Regions from separate parts of the Mus musculus genome. Here region 2 is linked to region 1. The links are chromatin contacts, called in public Hi-C maps. All regions are on one chromosome and are shown on one strand. Each heading gives the region's core, a stretch centred on a gene start, on an enhancer-like site or on the middle of the called end of the contact. The rest is flanking DNA. Distances are from core to core; before and after follow the strand shown.

Evidence for each region. A called contact is a pair of places that touch in the nucleus more often than the background predicts.
Region 2: a contact with region 1 is called in a Hi-C map of adipose-derived mesenchymal stem cells, with 2.0 times the contacts expected there. The contact joins two enhancer-like sites. A contact is called at or near these places in 6 of 484 Hi-C or Micro-C datasets (the N1E-115 cell line, adipose-derived mesenchymal stem cells, bone marrow-derived macrophages and 3 more) and 1 of 115 datasets of contacts at active chromatin or transcription factors (fibro-adipogenic progenitors).

The regions. Positions count from the first base shown.
Region 1 is chr7:74,375,593-74,378,162 of GRCm38.p6, forward strand. The region is part of intron 2 of Slco3a1 (solute carrier organic anion transporter family, member 3a1); the gene reads right to left. Among named protein-coding and RNA genes, the nearest start is that of Slco3a1, 180 kb to the right of the region's middle. Within about 2 kb of position 1,284, at least 80 of the 459 cell types and tissues checked have an H3K27ac peak or open chromatin away from gene starts, as enhancers often do. A contact at or near this core is called in adipose-derived mesenchymal stem cells, where this site is marked.
Region 2 is chr7:74,989,262-74,991,831 of GRCm38.p6, forward strand. No RefSeq gene overlaps it. Among named protein-coding and RNA genes, the nearest start is that of 4930533N22Rik, 40 kb to the right of the region's middle. Within about 2 kb of position 1,275, at least 2 of the 459 cell types and tissues checked have an H3K27ac peak or open chromatin away from gene starts, as enhancers often do. A contact at or near this core is called in adipose-derived mesenchymal stem cells, where this site is marked.

The sequences.
Region 1 (2,570 bases), core at 34-2,533:
GCATTTTTCTGAGCTACAGAGATGTACAGCACTTTACTGCCACACTCTGCCTCTGACTTGTGTTTTGTTAAAGGCTAAAGGGGGTGTGTAAGTGCCTTTACTTCGCCAGTTCCAAAGTCCTCCGCCCTGTCCTCTGAATCCCTTCCAACTGAGAGGACTCTGTGTTCCCTCTTCTGTAGCCCAGAAGACTGGGAGATGCCCCAAGATCAGAGCTACTCCACCTATGTCTCACACCCCAGGGATGGGGCAAAGGGCCTGGGACAGACAAGAGCATTAGGGTTGGGCTGTTTTTCTCTCTTCCATCTCTATGAATACCAGGTCCTCCAGGTCCCGCTCAGTCTAACACACTGATTGCAATGGCCCCCTGCCTTAAGCTCATCTTTCACCTCAGTAGTCCCCCAGCTTGCTTGTTCCTTTCCACAGTTCTTAGCCAGTTCCCAGAAAATGGTTTAGAAGTGTTGGATGCCTAACTCCCAGATTTCTGTGTTGGCCCTCTCTGAGTAGGGAGGTGAGTTCTCAGAGAGCAGAGCTCCATGTGTGGGCAGACTGGGAGGGACCCTAACCCTAATCAGCACAGACTACATAGTGAATGTCTAGATACCCATCCCTATCCATAGCCAACATCAATGGGTGCTCACTGTCCTATCACTTTCCCCTGCTCCTCTTATCCTGTGGAATATTGGTGCCCATCCCAGACATCATTTCAGCTGTAAATACTGCAGGATGCCCTGTTTACAGGAAAGACACACTGATGCTCTCATGCCCTGACACCTAATGTTAATTCTGAATGGTTGCTTAGCTTTCATGGCCTTAACTTACTGTATCCCGAAACAGTGGTGGGAGTTACCACCAAAACTCCCTTTGCAGACCACTAAGCCAAGGAAAGCCAGTGGTGTGATAATTCTGGTTTTGTGAATCAAAGGCCATGTGATCTTTCCACTCTGCCTTCACCTCGCTGGGGGCAGAGGATGACACGCTTGGAGAGCAGCTGGCTCTGAATGAGCCTCATGCCCACACAGCACAATGTCTTGAGTCTTCACTGTACTCTGCCCTTCTTGAATCTGAGCAAGAATCCACCCTATTTGGCTGCTTTTAGCATTCTTTACTTTTCTTACTTTAACAGTATAAAGTTATAGCTCTAGTCACGTTAACGACTTCTGGCTTTATTTGCAGTCTTTGGGGAGAGAGGCAGGAAAAGACACGACAGATTTCTGTGTGGATTCTCCAGCACAGTCGCTCCGGGGAGGGCATTCCCCAATGATTCATAGTGACTCATTCATAACTTCCCCAGCAGATCTCAGCAGCGAAGGCAAACGCAAAGGAATTTTCATGGTTGAGGGATGCCTCTTCCCCTAGCCGGCTGGGCTCCTACCCTGGAGTCCCTTTAACCTGGAGCCTTTCATCTAGGTGTGGATGTTGATGGGGAAGCATCGGAACTGAGAACTGGGTCTTGCAGGATCACTAGACAGATCTGTATGCATGGGATAACACTGCTCTCACAAAACAAAATTGTGAGTGCCAATGACTTCTTCCTCAGATATTGCAGTACAGCATCGATCGAAGGACAGGGGAGATGACCCCTCACTGAGAACCACAGAGTCTCCGCCCTCTGTATGCACCAGTTCTCAAACTGTTATCACATTGCATCAAAAATACCTGCATGTACATCTGGGTTAGTTTCCTTAGGTCAGGACCTCTGAGCCCCAGCTATCAAAAGCTAAGTAATTCCTGGATTGGGTAGGATGCTGTCCTGGGTATTTCAGGTACTTAGGTGGACTCTCTTCCTGAAGCCCTGATAACCCAAACTGCCCAGAGGTTTCCCGTTATCCCTAGGCGGGTAGAAATGTCCCTGAGGGAAAACCCCTGATTCAGCGCATAGACTCGGTAATCTGTGACCTCTGCAATAACTGTGTTTCAATAATACCCAGTAGGATTGACTCTGAGTATAAGTCTTAAAGTAAGGGTTGGATTCCAAGGAACTGCCATGCGAAGCAGGTTGGAGATACAGTGCGATACAGATGGGACAGGTGAGGCTCAGAAGGTTCTGGGTCTTCTCAGCTACACAGTTAGGAGGGACGTGGCGAGTAAGTGTAGATACACTACGTCCAAACCCTAATGAGGGGAAGGCAGAGAATAGGGAACTCAAAGGAGGCTCTGGATCCTCCAGCTTTCTAGCTCCGACAGCCAAGGAACAGGGCAGATGATGCCACACAGACAGAACATTCTAAGCGCCTGCAGCTGTTAATTATAGAGGAGCGTGTTCTGAGACATGCTTCAGTCTGGATGGAGCCTCTGCGCTGACTGCAAACTGCCTGGAGCCTTGTGATCCGACCGAGCGTGGGGAGCGGCGGAGTCAACTCTTAAAAGCCTTCTCCAGTCCTTAAACTAGAGAATTAATGATAAGTGATCATAATTTGAACCACACGTACAACGTGGGGTGGCCAGACAAGGCTCAGAGCCCCAGTGCAATTGGTTTGTGAATGAGTTTAGTTCCAAGGCTTAAACACTATCTTAATTAGGTTTGGAGCTCACTTCCCTTTTTCTGAACAGGAAAACAGAATGGAGTAAGT
Region 2 (2,570 bases), core at 25-2,524, 610 kb after region 1:
TATTATTAAAATAAAGAGAGTCTGTACATTTTGAGAGCCAGTAAACCACTGCTCTTCACATCACACAAAAATAGACCAAATTTTCACAACCCTAAGCACTTATTGTTAGAGACTCAGCTAGATGTGACTGCAGGAGAGAAGGAAGAGTGTTACTGTTTGTTTGGAACAGAGAAGCTGCTGGTGTAAGAGAAATGTGCTAGATCTGGAGATCAAACGCACAGGACTAGGAGAGCTGAAAACGGTCATCAGAGGCAGGCACAAAACACATGGGGATTTACGTTCCAGGTCTGCGCCAATCCACATTCCCTAAAAGAACAAACAAACTTATAGAATGAATATGTGTTGCAAAGGGAATTAGTCATTTGGCTCACAAGATACAGCCTGGACAATCCAACAGTCACTTATATGCTGGAGAGACTGAGAACCCAGTGGCTGCTCATTCCACAAAGCTAAATTCATTACCAGCTCCAATCTGGCACTGAAGGTCTAGAGGATTCCTGGACAGCTACTGATCTTTAGTCCAGAGTGGAAAGCTAAAGAGGCAGCATTTTATAGTTAGGAAAAGATGAATGCATCAAAAGCATAGATGCACCCGTAGGCAAGGAGTGGAGGCAAGCAGGAAAGGGCAACACCGTTTTCCTTAGACTTCTTTCTAACGAGGCTTCACCAGTGGGAAGAGCTACCCACTCTAGGGGAGGACCTTACCCCTGCAGTTACCCGTTTGCACCTAAAGGTATATTTCCAGATCTAAAAAAGATTAACCATCACTAGTCCCAAAACCTGATGTGTCACCTAACTCCTTGAAGCCTCAAATCTCTAGCCTGAGCAAGTACTTTTCAATCTCAGAAAAGCATACTGAGGAATATCTGGCTGTGTGTCCAGCTAGCATATACCAACTGAATAAAGGGTATTTCTCCTCTCTCTTGCTCTGGTAAAAACCATTTATGTAATCACCAGTTTATGACCTTTGGAGAAACAGAGCTGTTGCTTTTAAGAGAGCATTGCACATGGTAGAAATTCATAAGGTATTCAGATCCTAGACTAGATTGTGGTAGAAACTCTGGCTTTCTTGTTGCTAAAGGTTTGGATTCTGGCCAACGGGAAACTGCTGTGAACTGACTTGCAAAAGAGTTTTACTGGGAAGAACATAATGTACAGGCTGGCATGGAAACTAGCTGTGGAAGGGGAAGTTCCAGCTCCAGTGATCAGGACTGAATGATACACAGAGATACCTATGTCCACGACCAGGACAGTGGGCTTCTCCAAGGTTGGCCTTGTTTGTGGAAGTGTGTATAAATGAGTTAAGCTCAGAGGCAGAGAGCAGAGTGCTACCCATAAGCCTACAAGTGACAGATACTTGGAGACCCCCACAAATGACTCTTTCATGCCTTTCAGGTGTGTGCATGTTGGGACACCCTGTTTGATATGAGTGATATTTTTTTCTTATTATCTAGTATCTCAGAGGGTGTACTCAGAATGTATGCAGTATCCTGGTGAAGAAGGTGTTAAGGTTCTGTAAAAACATTGTGGCTCCTGTCCCACATGACGGGAAAACCTTTTCCCCAAGAGATCAAGCCTTTACACCTTCTGAGGATCACCAGAATGTCAATATGACTTGTTCCATTACATGACTCCAAGTAGCTTCAGGACCGCAGCTTTCATGATGATTCAGTTTAAGTACCCTGTGCAAGAGAACTGATGCAATCACACACTGATTCATCTATGAAGCACACACTAGGAGAATGGAAGGAATCTGCATAGGTCGACATATGCATACACAACATATAGTGATCATCTATTACTAGTTCTACATGCAAAAAATACATATGGGTTTTATTATACTTCCATTAAAATAAAAGATTTATCTTTATAGAAATAAAAAGGATCAACAATTGCAAGACCCAGAGGACTAGGGAATGTACTGTGAGATTGTGTTTCCTGGTAGGTCAAAAGCTACCCCCAAAATTCTCACCAGCATGAATTCCTAAATGTGACCTAAATGAGGACAATAGATATGCAAAAGTAGGTGAAAGAAAGTGCCATGGCCTTGATTCTACAAGAAGAACTACAAGCAAGCATGGAGTGCTGGAGTGGAAGAAATAGTCTTTCCCAGGGAAGAGCACTCCAGTGATCACTCCTGATAACAAGCACATGAATAACATTATGCACAGGGCAGGCTATATTTACGAATCTACATGTATATATATATGTGCATGCAATAACAATTAATATGAAAAGAGGCCATGAATTTAAAAGAGAGAGAACAAGGTTATAGGGGAAGGTTTGGAAGAAGAAAAGGGAAGGAAAAGATACAGTGGTTATATTATTATCTCAAAAAGAAAAGAAAAAATAAAAATAAAAAGGAACCAATATACAAATTAGTTATCACATTCCCATGAATATATCTATGTCTTATTTAGTATAAAAACAAAGCAGCTATTATCAATACCTGGGTGCCTGTTTTATTATTACCATTAGAGCACCCATCTGAAATAAAAATGTAGCTACTTACAAAGCACGGTTTACTGAATATTAAAGAATGGTTTGAAGCAGGGCAGTTGTGACTTGTA